2 separate regions of the Mus musculus genome follow, and region 2 is linked to region 1. The links are chromatin contacts, called in public Hi-C maps. All regions are on one chromosome and are shown on one strand. Each heading gives the region's core, a stretch centred on a gene start, on an enhancer-like site or on the middle of the called end of the contact. The rest is flanking DNA. Distances are from core to core; before and after follow the strand shown. Region 1 has its middle 12 kb from the start of Gm29931. Region 2 overlaps Ebf3 (early B cell factor 3).

Region 1 (7,745 bases), core at 2,040-4,539:
AACAAAGACCAGAGGACTTCAGATACATACTAGATTGCCTGCGTTTGATCACAGTAAAATGCTTCGCCCCATTTTGGACTATAGACTGTGTCATTGATTTTTTTTTCTTCCTACCCCCACCAAAAGAATGGGCTCTTTTAACTATGCCTAATTCTTTTAATTAAATCATTATTGCTATAGTGATGTTTACTCCAGTATAATCTCTTATGAATAGCATGGGGGCTTTTAACAGTAGATTGTTACACTGCTCCTGGTATCATTTGGGAAAATACAACCACACAGTCAAGTCTGGACAGCAAAAGTAGCTGGTTTTGTGCATGCCTGTGTTCATGTACAGGTGCTCATGTTAACACACACACACACACACACACACACACACACACACACACACACACTGCTTGAAATTATTGCTTTTGAAAACTATTCCCATTTCATGCTATTCAGGATGTGAGCTACAGTAAGATGGGGCACAGAACTGAGCTGTGCTTGTGAGCACAACCAATCCACAGAGAAACTTGATACAGGGTTCTCTCTGTATCTGAAATCACAGCAGTTTTCGATGCTATAACCTAGGAGAGTTGAAGGGGAATCCTTGAATAAGCTGAACCTCATGTAACAACAGAACAGCCTGGGTTTTCCCTCCCTTTGTCAGCGTGCCTTTCTTTTCCTTCATCCCTAGCTAGCATTAAGGTATCTGCTATTCCCTTCTTGAATCATTTGTTCTGCAGTCTTGACCCCCCTTTTGACAAATCTGGACCATCTATTGGTTTGGCATCAGTCAATTGCTGCTGGTGATGTAGCTGGAGCTCCTGCCAGCGGGCTGAGAGCATTCGGGAGTACTTCCTACAAGCCTACGGGCGGCCTCTCTGCACATTTAAGTGCAACTTAAGACAGTGGATTTGTGCATGAGACCAGCTGCACAGTTCAAAAAAAAAAAAATCTCAGCCACTGGTTTCAAATTAATAACCCTTAAAGGAAACACATCTACTAAAATAACAATTTCCAAAGACAATAATTAACATAATAGATCTCTTCAAATATCAACGTTTATGACATGATTGGCGGTGGAAAGCACCTTCTTATTTGTTTCTGACGCAAGCGTGATTTCACCCTGGAAACTTAAGTGTTTACATCCAGGTAACTGGATAAGTATGAAAGAGACTGTTCTTAGCATGTAATAGAAGTTCTATGTCCCTGCCTCTTAAAGTATGTTAAATAATAAATAACTTATTAAAGCATGTTCAATGTAATAATGGGCTTTTTCATGAATTGTTGCAAAAGAGAGATTAGAAAAGTAGAAGCCACAGTCTTTGGGGGAAAATAACAGGAATTCTTAGCAGTGGGGTTGCGTAATGGTTCTATATTTTTTAAATGTGCCTGTATCCACCCACAGTCATTTAAGTGCTTAAATAAGCACAATAAATGTAAATAATTTACTGCTTTGCAAACAGAAAATTGGGCAGAAAAGTAATTTTGAACTGCAAGTTGGCTTGCAGTCTTCCATGATTTGGGACCCTGTAAAACGTAAGCGACACGCTGTTCATTAAGCTGCTGCGATTGAGCCCTCTTCGAGTTCATTAGCGATTAATTCAGACAGATATTTAACTTAATAAGGTAAGCAAATAAACAAAAAGGACGCATTCTGGGTCTTAAGGTTCTTAGACCTCTAATTGCTTTTGTGCCCTAATTATCAAGATTAACACCTTATAGGGTTCCCACTCCCTTTTGCCTTGCAGGGGAAAAAAAAAAAAGACACCAGGGTGTTTTCAGACCCTTTTAGCAGGAAAGGGGAAAGGCTTAGGGTCTCTTTTCTTTTCTTTTCTTTTCTTTTCTTTTCTTTTCTTTTCTTTTCTTTTCTTTTCTTTTCTTTTTTCTTTTTCCCCCCTTTCGGTATTTTTTTTTTCCTCTCTGAAGACAAAATGACCATCCACCAAAATAAGAGTTTCTGGCTTTCTAGGCTGTACCTGAATTTTTAAAAAACCTCTTAGCTGAGCTGAGGAGCCATTCAGGGCTCTGCTGGGAAGGGGGTTGGAAAGGGATCCCAGCCAGGAGCCACCTCTGCCCCAGGAATAAATCAGGCTTCCAAGAGAGCTGTGACCCACAGCTCAGAGGCTCAGCTTCACTCCTGTCTCCTGCCGCATCCATCCAGGCTTCTCCGAGGCTGTTAGAGTTAAAAGTTCATATTAACTTAAGGTCATATGTGGTTGTCAACACTTTGTAATTAGTGACAAACCCCATGCAAGTCCTTTAATATTTACTGTAATAATATTATTCGTAATAGAGTCATTCTGTATTCATGTGGATATAATATGTAATTCCATTGTAATTTAGCATTAATTAATGTCCACTTATTGCAGTATATTATAGTATAGGAAACAATTTCTGATAAGAGACAGCAGTGTAATTTAAGGGCAAACCTGATTGTAATTTGAATAATGATATACATGGCTTCGTGTCTCCGTGCCCCTGCCCCCACTCTGATTCCCCTGTGTGCCCGGGAGCCTGAGGGCTCTCACACATGCACATACACACATGCACACATATGCACACCCATCTGCACTCAGTACGTCTATAGAGCTGAGTAGTTGCTTACAATGAGAACACTATTTAGAAGGGCTTAGAATCTCTTAATAGCTATTTCTTGTAAGAGCTAAAGTTTGTGCCTGTAAGTTTTTCATGACATTTACATTGTCAATGCCAGCACCTCCGTGTTACCCCTCCCCCCCATTAAAAAGATCCATGTAAGTCAGTTGCCCTTAGTGAAAGCTACTTTTTTTTTTCTTAAAGTGGCAATTACAAAAACACTTTGAAGATAAAAGCCAGCCTTCTCTGGCCTCTGCACCTGTTCACCAGCCTAGCTACATAGTATCTTCTTGCCGGCCTACCCATCCAGGAACAAAGTGAAAGGTGACTGTTGTGGGGGTCACAGCAGGGCCATCTTGCCTAGCTGAGTGGTGAAGGTGGGCAGGGTGGAGGTGGCCCGGCCAGCTGGGATCTCTGTGGCTTCCTGAGTCCTTGCAAATGCCCTCCCAGCCGCCAGCTGCTAATTGCCATTTGTTGGGCTTGTAAGCAGGTCTGCAGCCCCACTGCCTTTCTCTTTTGAACTCCATAACATATTTCACTCCTTCTTGGGGATTTCCAAAGCCCCTTTTCCTTTAATTCTTTTCTTTCTTTAATGGGTGACTGGATAAATTCAGCAGTGGATTTTTGTGACACCGAAATAGCAGCTAAGTCTATGATGCAGTCTTGCTGTGTGGTTTAAAACTCCCACGCCATATGTTTTCTCACTGGAATGCCTCATCTTGCAAAATTACAGGAACCGAAGCTTAAAAACACAATTAGGTAGTTTAAAATGGAGTATTAAAGACATACCACATATATTCCTAAGCCTGCAAGGTTTTCTTTCTCGCCTCTTTTTTTTGGTTTGTTTTGTTCTTAGAGTATTCTGTGTTTGATTTTTACACTAATCATGGCCCATATTTTTTGGATTATGCTATATAGGCTGTGGTTAAATTATAAATGAAAGAGTGAACTACCAGACTTCTTGTCACACAGAGATTTTCATGTTGTTACAGAAAATGAAAAACAAAAAAAGTGTTTCATGATGAAGGGTCCCTTCTCTTATTTTGTTCAGCGTAACATACATAGGTAGACAAGCAAAGCAATTTGTAGTGATGTTTTTTACAGTATTTTGAAAATAACAGCATCCTTTCCGACCTCTGAGGGAAAAATGAAAGAAAGCTAAATGCACACGTTATCAACAGAGCAGTGTCCAAATGGCTTTTACGGGTTTCTCATGCCTGTGTGTCTGTTGTAGCAAAGACATACAAGCAAGCACTCAGACATTCCCCCAACACACGCACACGCACACGTACACACACACACGCATACACACACACATGACCTATTTCAGTTCAGTTTTTGCCAAGCTACAAGCCAAACTGAGTGACCTGAAACTATATTCTTAATTTGGGGCTTGTCCATCTTCTGCTGCATAAAAAGGAAAGAGGTATAAGGGAGCCAGTGTGAGCAGAGTACTGTCAAGAAAGGAATCGAATGACAATTTGTAATGAATGACAATTTCTAATCTCCCTACATTTTTGTTTCCTCATTAAACTTATTTCAGATTCACTGTACATGAAAACACAGTAAAATATTTTATAGACATTCTGTATTACAATGCTCAAAGCTCTTGACCAAACTACCACTTTATGCCCCACTCCTATGGGGCTAAGGTTTTAATATAAGATTTATAGTCACAAGATGATAAACTATTGAGTTTATAGATGGTGGTATTTTGGGTTCCCAGCAACTGTATTATTAAAAAAAAAAACTACATGTGATGCAGGCACAACAAATAACTACCTGCATGAAATTTATCGGCATGCTAAAACATTTGGTTAGTTTGTCCCAGAATTTATGCCAACTAGAATTGGGGGGCTAGGAGGTTGTTGAAGCTGAGGCCATCCATAGACTTGGATGATGCTTTTGTTTATAGTGGATTTGGAAAGTTTACAGCATCTGCTGGAGCAATGGGGTTTCCCATAGGCAGTGGGTCCTATATGAAAACCAATGGCTAAGCTTATGCCCTTCCTCCGTGGATCAGAGTGTTCATGAGTGTCTGAAGGAACATTTGATATGAAAGTTAAATGGCCCTGTAAAATATATATTTTAGCCTAAATTGTTTTTCATTCTATAACAAAGGAGATGCCTCCTCTCAGAGGCTGCAGCAGGCAACAGTCTTCTTCACGCCCTGTGGTGGTGGGCTTGGCTTTTGCTACCCTGGAACCAGCTTTAAGGATGCTCTTTTCTTTCCTGGTTTCATTGGAAGAACTGCCTTCCTGAGATAACAAATCTTCTTCTGCAGTATTTGGAGGAGTTTGGTTTGGGGCTACCTCTGAGCAACGTGAACTTGGCCTTGCTGGTGACTTACACTAATGCCTCAGTTCCTATTAGGAATCAGGGCACCTGAGAAACAGCCTGGAGCCATACAGCTGATTTTTTTTTAAACCAAATTTGCATCTTTTCAACAATAATAGAAATGGCTTCCACAAATGCTTCCAGGCTTTAAATAGATGTTCAATGGTTGTTTCTAGTTTCTTCCTCTTGACTCCCAGGGGAGCTGCTTCTTGTCCCACCCACTCCAGGCCTTCTGCTAAGCTGCCAGACACTGCAGCCCTAGCTAGACCTGGCAGCCAATCACCTAAGCCAGGAGCAGGTATAGCAGGCAATAAAAAAAAAAAAAAAAAAAGCTAGGCTAACTTCTTCTGGGCCCACATCTTGGACAGAAGAGGAGAGCCAGTGCAGCTATTGGTGTTGGGACTGCAGGGTCCACACAAGATATTTGCCTCATAGAATGGTCAGTTAGGCAGTCCTGATCAAGGCTGGACAGGGAAGTAGAGCTTAAGAGATAGTATGGAGAACACTACCAAGAGTGGTTAAGGACGTGCTCCCTGGGTTAAGGAGGTGCTCCCCAGGCGAACACATTCATGTCCCATACTTCTCTTTCTGACCCACAGCAGGGGCTGTGGGGGAGGCTGTTTTTTTTTTTTTTTTATTAGTGATCGAGTACAGTTGCATATATTGAAAATGTACCAGACAATTTGTTTATTATGCTTTTTAAAATATTTTACTTAATTTTGAGACAGGGTCTCATGTAGCCCAGGCTGGTCTTTCATTCACTCTGTACCCCACAGGTGATCTTGAGTGTCTGATCTTGTGACGTGCTGCAGCTGTAAGGCACCAAACCTGGTTCACGCAGGCTTTGTGTGAGCCAGCACTCTGCCAACTGAGCTACATCTCAGGCCTGAAACTACGCCAGGTGGACACGCTAAGTTTTTGTTGTTCTCAGCTATCACTGGAGCTGGGTCTGGTCAGTTTTGCTAGGGCTATGCATCTACCAACAGACATTGCCTGTCTATGGTTTCTGTATATCCTGATAGTTCCCAACCTTAGGATTTTGGGGCAAGCCTTCCCTGAGGATGCCCTGTCTTGTTCCTCAAGTCCCTTGAGGCACTGGAAAAGGGAAGTATGCAGTATATGCCTGTTGCTGTCTTGAGGGCCTTTGCCCCGTCCCCATCTCCTGCTGGACAGGCAGAGCAGCAGTAGTGCCCTTTTCCTCCAGCACTGGAAGACTGATTGAATTATTTGTGCTAAAGTGGACTTGCATTAGGAGCAGCACTGTGCTAATTAGCCTGGTTCTGTGACTGTGGGCTGAGACGAGGGCCAATCTATCTAGAAGTGTCCAGAATGTATGTTTGGTCTAGAATGAATGTCCCTGGGGAAGTATCCTGTAACAATGCCATTGTCTACTGCTACCCAGGAACCCTTCCTAAGAGCAGCCATACTGGAGGGTAAGGCGTCAACTTGGCCATGCTTGGGTACTCCGTTGTTTATTGACATACATTACAGCCCTAGAATATGTGTCCCTCCAAGTCCTGTACCCAATGCAAGTCTCAGCTCTGCCGTGCCTTAGGAGCCAAGGAATCTTAGTTTTCTTACACAGTCAATTCATAACTTTCTTGAAAAACTACCTTTTTATCTATTTTTAATATATGTAAAAAGGTTATGTTTTCAATTTTAAAATATGACCAGCAACACTGGACTTTTTTTTGCCTTATCCTTTAAGAACCAACCCACGAACAGGTGAGGCATTTCAAAAAATTTTCCAGTAGAAACTCTAGTGGGCTCTCTCTAGCTCGTCTGTTTCTTCCTGTCTCATGGGGAGAGTTTACCCCATGTTTTATCTAGTGGTCAATGACAGGGAGCATGGGAGAAAAGAATGAAAGAATTCCAGTCTCTTTGCTGGAACAAGAAGCCAGGCAGGAGGAAGCGAGGGGTCTGAGCAGCTTTGATTCCCCTGGAGCCATAGGGTGTGCCCCAGAGACAGCTGCAGGCCACAGTGAGCGGGTATCCTTATAAAATACCTTCTGGGCCCTGGGCTTAGCATAGCCTCCATGGGTTCCTGCCCTCAGAAAAGGGAGGAGAGGGAAGCCAACGCTCTCATTGCACCTTCTTAGATTTCCTGACTCCTTGGGTGTTGGAAGTTGATTCCTTTCATGAACCCGGAATAGGAAATGTGCATGAGAAATGTCAACTTTCATCAGGAAACAGAAAACCAAAGCAAGCCAACAGTTGAAGCCCCTGAGCGCCTAGCGCAGCCCTTCCAGAGGTGGTGGGTGCATAACTTCCCACGCTCTGGCTGACCCTCACAGCCATCCCTGACCATCACCAGTAGCCATAGGGAAGCTGCTTTCACACTCACTTTGAAATTCCCTTTTCAGTGTATGGGTCATTGCCTTAAAGCCATGTCACCAGACATGAGTTAATCTTTGGGCGACCCTCCCTATTTTCTGTTAGTAGTAGATGAGATTATCAGTTACTCTGCTAACTTTAATACAGATTGTATCTACTAAGTACCATGCCAGTATTTAAAATGCTAATCGTTTAGCTCATTTTAGAAAGTATCTTTCTATACATGTTTGCCCCCATACTTTGTTTCCCTGTCTAGGCTTCAGTAAGCCTCCCAGTATAGTGGCACCTTGGCTCGGTGCTGTGGGTTTGTTAGTGCACTTAGCCTTCGAAGGACAAACACAGCATTGTAGCAGGAAGCTTTGCCTTTCCGTGGGATCTGCTGGAATTTTACTTTATCAACTGTGCTCCTCGGCTCTCAGCCCAGTCATAGTTTTTGGCTGACGCTCGGCCACCACCTTCTCACTTTTCTGGGAACACCATTACTTTCGGCC
Region 2 (7,745 bases), core at 3,874-6,373, 820 kb before region 1:
ATGTTAGGGATTTTAAGGTAAGGATAGTTTTATGTACTGACAAATACGATGTACATTTTTAGCATTCTTAAGAGAGCTGTCACTTGTAATGACAAAATACTATTAGCATTTTGTTGCTTGCTGTAAATCCCTGTGAAATGATTGTGGTATTGGCACTATCTCCAGTTTAAGGCATATTTCTAGAGGAGGAAAAATGAATTTAGTGTTTGCTAGGACAGCTTGTGTTAATCAAAGAGAGAGGCTTATCTTCAGCAGGCGATCTCTTTGGAGCAATGTGGTCATTTGCAGCAGAGATCTGTCTTGTTTCATAGTGATGATCATTTCTATAGGGCGTGGACTGCCCCTGAAAATTAGTTGCTCCTGTTGAGTTTTTAGCCTGGCTTTTCCCTTGAGGATTGCAGAATCAAATGCCCCATCAGATCGGTGAGTTTACAGGCCCTCACCAGCCTTCTTGTCACTTGGTTAGTTGGCTTAAGAATTCTATCCAATGCACTTCACTGGCTCTTTATGGCCTTTGGATACATTTAGCAGGTTCTGACCAGATAAAGCATATTTGTCCTGAGGATATAAACCAATAATTCCAACCTGAATTGAGATCAATGGGCCCATATTTGCTCCAACCCACACCAAGCTCTTCCACACGTTGAAACTGCTTTGTGTGTTATGAGAACAGGGAAGGGAGCTCCCCTGGTCTGGCAGGGTAATCACATTCTATAGGCCCTGATGCCTTAAATCAATTAATTACACAATTTAGTTTAGTTATCTTTCAGAAGTATTAGATACTTACAAATGGCAAGGAAGACACTTCAAAGTAAGGGGTGGGTGGGTAGTGAGGGTGCCCCTCATTAGAAACCTTGTTGTCATTTACTGTGGAGCTTTTCCTTACGTGGACTGTTTCCCTCCACATAAAACACTGTTGGAGAAACAATTTTTTATAGTCTTTAAAATAATATAGCAACTTACCAAGTTGAGCAGGACTATAACATTGTAAAGTGAGAGATGACACAGGAACTACATGAATTGAATCGACTTACAAAGAGGCTTACCTCCTCATACCACACACACACACACACACACACACACACACACACACACACGGCCAGGCACAACCACAGTCACCTCACATATGCAAGTGTGTATATGCAAATACAAACACAGTCACATATACATGCATGAATTTTTATGGCATTGCTGAGATGGAAGGGAGCATTATTTTCCTCATGAAATAATGTTTTCTGGGAAAACACAAAAGCAGATGGTCTTCATTAGGAACACCCATTGTCCACATATCCCAAATATGAGCAGATAAATCTCTCCTGTTTCACCCGTACATTCCAAGGGCTGCAAGTGATTACAGGATGTCGGCATAGCTGCTAAACCAAAACCACACTTGGGCTCACATTATTCGCCTGTGCCATCCGGGTCTGTTTCCTCAGGAGCTCTGGAAATGCCTGGGGAAGGCACATCAGTTTACCTTCCCCTTCCTCAGTCAGCCTGAGAGCACTGAGACAGAGTCCAACTGTTGCAGCCTGTGGAGGACGCAGGAGCAGGGCAGTGCGGCTGCCCACTCGGGCTGGCTGCACACCGTGGGCTGTGTGCAAGTGAGAGCATGCTCTGCAGGACAGTTCCAGATGGCACTGTCTCTGGCGTCCTGCTCGCTGGCATCTCTGCAGCAGGCAGTGCCCCCTCCCCAATAAATCTGGCATTAGTCTATAGAGTTTGGGAGACTTATCATTCCAAGTCTGTCCTACTTTCCTGTCTGGGAGCCAGACATCTGTTTATCCTATTTTCTTTCTTACAGAGTTTGGAATGGCTGTAGTTTTTCTTTTTTTGGGGGGAGGGGGTGCATGAAGTTTTGTCATATTTAACAGCTGTTACAGAATTTCAGCCCCGTGGGCTCTGAAAATACTTTTCAGCTGACCTCAGATTTTTATACATAATTGACATTGGGTTGTAGAAAAACATTATTTGCTTAACCTCTCATTGTCTGCGATTTCACACCGTCTCTGGTCGGAGGGTGTAAGCACCAGCAATCTTAGCTCTGTGCTCTCTCTCAGCCCCCCAAAGCCCCGCTTTGCTTCATTTGTGTGTTTTAAGTTTACTACACCTTTAAAGTGATGGCAGAACGGTAGCCCAGAAGGGCGGAAGGTTTTCTCTTTCTTTTTTCTTCCCTTCTCTCTCTCCTTTTTTTTTTTTTTTTTTTTTTTTTAGTCAACAGTGTTTCCTTTCACTTCCTGTCACAAAGGTCAAAGAGAGCCGACCTTTGCTGGCAGTCCTGCCTGCTGAATTATTCATGGGATTGACTTTTTGTCAGTGCACACAGTTGTGCTCTGGGACAATTTATTCATTTACCTCATTTAAAGCTCCTTTCTGCACCTGTTCAAGTATTAATATCATGTAATTTGGGCCTAATGCCGATTTTGCTGAACACTCATTATATTTTTTATTAGCTATATTTCCAAACGATTATGTATGATTATTACCAAGCCTTACAAACAGCACCGGGTTATTCCCCAGCCCCTTACATCTTCTTGTCAGGTTGTTTTCAGAAGCTGGGTGGATAAACATTTGACCAGTCCCGATGTTTTTATTCCTACTCCATCTCCAAGCAGAGAACTTAAAGCCCCCTCCCTCATGGCCTTGCACGAGCGTGATTAAATCCAACTCGGCGAAGCTGTACAAATGCCAGCGTTTATAAGGTCAACGCTTTTGTTAAAAATGCTATGTAAATGAGGATCTGCAAAAAGGGACATTAAATAAAATTAAATTCATTGTCTTCTTTAATGTCATTTACATTTTGGCTAAGCCTCGGCCTGTCAAGGAGGATTTTAAAAATAATTTTAATTACACATCATTTAGGGAACCCAAGGTTTTCTATTCAGTAGCATTTGGATAACCTGCAGAATGGAGACCGTTTGTTAACTTCTGAAATGACGGATTGTCATTCTGTATGCATAATACAGCAAGAACAGCATAGTTTGCTGTTAATTTCTCCTTCTCAGTTTTCTTGAAAGTGAATATAATTATCATCAAATAGGCCTCGAGACCCTGGAGCCCTCTTCTTGGCCTTGGCCCCGAAGCTGAGACACTCTTTGGTTCTGGGTCTGTTTTAATACATGGGGACTTCAGAGAAGGGAAAATATTGGCTAGAAATTTGGCAATATTAAAATGCACTTTGGATGAATGGAATGGCTACAAAGACTCTGATTCAGGTTGGCACCAGCCCCATTTGGCTCGGCCAGGCTCAGGTGTGAATGGCTGTTTTATTCCCTGGTATGCCAACGAAGAGAGGCAAAAAGTTCACCATGCTCATTCATCCTTTAATTTTTTTTTTCATAAACTTCTGAAAATAAACAGAAAAGGAAGAGCAGCTTACTAGAGTCACAGTGACACGCTCTCATTTAGAGGGGGCAGCACTAGGAACAGTGCCTACTTTGTGTGCGTGCTTCTGAGCCCACCACCCTGCCACAACTGTGCATCAGGCATGCTGCATCTTTGTATAAGCCAGTGCTGTGTGTCACAGTGAATAGGGCACCAGGGCCAGCATCAGGCCTAGGGTTTATATCTCTGCTCTAGGCTAAAGGATGCCTACAGAGATTTATGGCTGCCTGGGCTGGCTGGGTAAGGCCCACAGGGTGACCAGGCCAGACGGGTGTAGAATTGGGTTGGAAAACAAGCCACAGGCCCACAATGACTTCCGCAGCACTCTTAACCAGCTCAGATTCTCATCAGCTCTTGCTAGGGCTGAAGCTGTTTGGTGCTGCCTGCTAGGGGCAGGCAGCGGCAGGCAGCTGGTTGCTATGAAAATGCAGGGCTGGAGGGAGGGGCTGGAAGCAGGGCTGTCAGAAGCTATACTCCAGGAGGGATGTTGACGCAGACCATCCCGCGCCTCTGCAGCAGCCTTATCAGGTGAAGAGCAAAGATATAGCCAGTGCCTGTAATCGTGTTAGGACGGCATGGACGAATTGGATTACCGTATGGAAAGCCGTCCAAACTCCGAGTTCTGTTACGCATGCTTACAGGAAGCAAATAATTACGCTCTGTGCACCAGAAGATAATTGGGGCTGGCCAGAGGCCTTCTCATGACGCTGGAGAACGCAGGAGAAGCTGGCCTCATGGAAGCATGGGGGATGCACACAGGGAGGAGGAGGAGGGCGATCTTCCCCAGATATAGGTGGCTGAAGTTGATGCTATAATTTTCGGTTACTTTTCAAAGATGGTGAATAATTTATCAGAATTCAAACTCACAGTAGCAACGAGAGGCATGTTGGAGGAGATAAAAATTCCAGGCTCTAATGATGGAGATTGTCGTGGCAGACAGGAAGTGATTGACAAGTGGGGGTACAGGAAGTGAGAACTCGAGGAGCTTAACCTGTACTTGGCAGAGCTGCCTTAGCTTGCACTCTGAGAAAATGAAAACCATTCACCCGTCCGCTCCTGACTGCTTGCCAGAACACACGTTCTTCTTGTTTGTTTATCTTAGTAGCAAATCTCTCCAAAATGTTTGTGGTTAAAACTCTATATAATGAGACATTATGCTGGCATTATGAATGCTTTAAAATAAAAATATGGCTATTATTTAGAAAAATAAGTGGAGGGATTTTATGGGTTAAGGGTTTTCTTGTATTTTATAAGCTTCTCGAACTTGGGGGGGGGGGCGGTAACTAATGTTCGTTGCATCCTTGAAGCTCGACAACGCTCTCTAAAACACTTTATTCCGAGAACAGCCCGCCGCATCTGTCAAAATGGTAAATGCTGTAAATTTGCCAAGGAGCTGGATGAAGAGCACTATGCTTATGGGCATGGGCATAGGGGAACTCTGACTTCAGTTTGCTATTGTATCGCTTCTTGCTCCTACTCCGTTAAAAAGAAAGAAAACCAACCCCTGTCCGTCTGGAACTCCTTCACTGAAGGTTACTCAGTTAGAAAACGCTCCAGATCTAGGAAGGGTCTGCGGATGGTGAGCATCCTCTGAATGCAGCAGGGCCATACCGAGTGCCTTCCCGGTAATTCACTAGGAAATGAGTTTACCATGTGCAGAAAGGAAGGGGCTCGGGTGGTGTTGTTGTAGGATACAGAGCCCAGGCCTCACTAGCGGAAGAAGTCGGCTCCAGCATGTCTCTGCTGGAGGACCGAGGAGCTGCTGCACATCTGGGAGGAGGCCTCCTTTGCCCGACAGGCAGCTCTCGCCCTGTCCCACCTCTATCCCTCACCCCCACCCCCTGCTTGTAATTCCTAGCTCTTTCTCTCAGCAGAAAGCCCCAAAGGGCAGGGTGCCATGTTAAAGCGACACAACCAGACACAACTTTGGCAGTGTTCAAGAATCTCAAAACATTTGCCCTCCTGATGACAAATTTGCAAAGTAGGAAGCTATCCTTCACTTGGAAGGCTGGCCCTATGCATACAGGCTTCTGTGAGGGCAGGATGCCTTCTTTTCTGGGGCTTTTCACCAAGAGTCCAAGTTGCATACATGTGTACAGAGGAGATGTTCTAGACTGTAAAATCAGGTCGAGCCTGAGCCTGGTCAGTCCCCCCTGAGGGTGACACATGTGCAGCACCAGCCTGAGATTTGATTATAGCCCTAGATGGGTGTCTCACCTTCCTTGGGAGTACAGGTGTCAGGAACTAGTAGGTCATCCAACTTTGACAAGGGCTAGGGCCTGTCATTAGGAACAGGACAACTGTAGCCCAGTGGAAAGGGTGCCACTTCCAACCAAATCAGCTTGATATTTCTGGTTCTGCAGTCAGAAACGGTCCCTTCCCTGGCTTGAGGACAAGCTTTCTCCTTGAGCATCCTTCAAGGTTGCCAAAACGCTCATTGCCAGAGGTAGAGAGGCTAGGGATCTAAGAGTCATCCTGACAGGTAAGGCAGACAGGTGTTTGTGTCAAGTCCTTACCACTGAGAGACCTGTGCCCCTTTCTGTAGAATGCCACCCTACAGGCAGGAGGGGAGGGTGGGCATCCCAGGTGTGCCCAGGGCAGCAGAGACCATAGGCAGAGAGTTTGGAGCTATGTAATGTGTGCTGCCTGTCTGTGCATCCAGACTGTTTCCAGAGCAGTTTTAGGCTAACAGAAAACCAAACTGAAAGCATAATTTCCCTTACCATTTGGACCTGTGCTCCCTGTGTGGAGATTTTACACTAGGTATGGGGATGGGGGGAAAGCTGGTTAATATCCAGCTAACGTTGATATGAATTAACTAAAGTCCACAAATGACTGGAGAGTTCCCTGGGTGTTGTACCTTCCATGGAGTTTGACAAATGTCTGGTGGCATATATCTCTCATCCTGTATCTTGCCCTGGCCTCTGTCCCCAGTATCCTACTCTCTGTCCCTCTCCCTTCCCAAACCCATGGCACTTGTCCATTTGTCCCTGGATCCCTGCCCTTCAGGGACACACAGTTAGGGTCATACTAAATATGCAGGCTTTGCAGGCCAGCTGTTTCCAGGAGTGGCCTGCCCTGGAGTTTTCCTCCTCTCCTCACATTACTGCTAACACCTTGTGATTCTTTTTTGTCACTTCTAAAAGTTTGTTCCTTTCTTTCCAGTCCTGATGCTTCCCTGTGCAGCTCTTTCATTCCTGAGCCCGTGTGCTGCCCATCAGGTTGGAGAGTTGTTTGTAGGGCTCTGTAGCTTGTGCAAGCTGCGTGTCCCACTTGCTCCCCCCCCTAACCCCCGCCCCTTTCAAGTTCTTGGCTCCTTTACAAAAAATTAAAGCATTTTAACTTTATATTAAACATTTATTGAAGTGGCACAGCTCAATTTCACTTATTAGGGTTTTATTTCCTAAATAATACTGTTTGGAATATTTAAATCACGGAGGCCCATAAAAGGCGAATGATTAAATTGTTGGAAAGGCAACCACGCTGCCCCATGGCATAAAAGCAGGATGAATTCAATGTTTGGTGTTCTTGTTGGCTTTTTTGGTTTAATAAATTAAACTACAAATTTTCCTAATTGCCAAACAAAATGTTAGGCCAGCTTTAGCCATTGCTGACAGTAAAACAGAACATAAAGCCTGCTGAGAGTTATATGTGGTATTTAATCCGAGACAGAGCAGTGCTCGGGCTTTTACGGTTAAGTATGAATTCGCACCAACAGCATTTGTTTCACATTAGGGAAGGTTTGTAAATCAGATCAGTGTGCTGGGACGGGGTGGCCGGGTGGCCTCTCTTCTTGATATTTGGTTGTCGGGCATGTGGCCAGAGCCGGTTCCCCATCCACTTCCACATTCTCAATGAAGCGATAAGCCCCCTGACACCCGGAAGATTGGGTCAGGAAACAAGTTGGGGATTGGGTTGGATGAACGGTGTGTCCCCACCATGAGAGGTCACCAGTCTGAGCTGGCCACTGGGCAGCAGCCATCAGTTACCCAGACATCGGCTGCTGTGGGTCCCCGGCCAGGGGAGGCCCCAGGGAGAGAAGCAGGACCTGGGAGAGTGCTTCACGGAGAGCGGTAGTCCCTGCCATTTATTAAACGTGACAAGCGGGCTCTAAATATAACGGTCCTTTCCCCAAAGATCATTACTTTGAACAAATAATGAGTCATGCAAGTTACTACACAGCCCGGGTCCCATCCAGAGCTGGGCCTTTGTGCGCCTCAGATGCAGATCCTGCCCCCCTCACCCATTCCCTATTCAAGGTCTCTCCCACTCTGCTTGGCCATCGGGCTTGTCCCGGACACTGGTCTTCCCTTTCTGGGAACCTGACTTGCTGGTCACGATGCCTAGGAAAGCTTCATGTGAAA

What was found. A called contact is a pair of places that touch in the nucleus more often than the background predicts.
Region 2: a Hi-C map of proximal limb bud shows a contact between it and region 1, with 7 times the contacts expected there. The contact joins two enhancer-like sites. A contact is called at or near these places in 5 of 484 Hi-C or Micro-C datasets (cranial neural crest, nephron progenitors, proximal limb bud and 1 more), 11 of 115 datasets of contacts at active chromatin or transcription factors (craniofacial prominence, embryonic basal ganglia, embryonic fibroblasts and 8 more) and 1 of 9 other capture datasets (embryonic trunk).

Annotation. Positions count from the first base shown.
Region 1 is chr7:136,480,820-136,488,564 of GRCm38.p6, reverse strand. No RefSeq gene overlaps it. Among named protein-coding and RNA genes, the nearest start is that of Gm29931, 12 kb to the left of the region's middle. Within about 2 kb of position 3,289, at least 6 of the 459 cell types and tissues checked have an H3K27ac peak or open chromatin away from gene starts, as enhancers often do. A contact at or near this core is called in proximal limb bud, where this site is marked.
Region 2 is chr7:137,297,694-137,305,438 of GRCm38.p6, reverse strand. All of the region lies in intron 6 of Ebf3 (early B cell factor 3), which reads left to right. Among named protein-coding and RNA genes, the nearest start is that of Ebf3, 13 kb to the left of the region's middle. Within about 2 kb of position 5,123, at least 37 of the 459 cell types and tissues checked have an H3K27ac peak or open chromatin away from gene starts, as enhancers often do. A contact at or near this core is called in proximal limb bud, where this site is marked.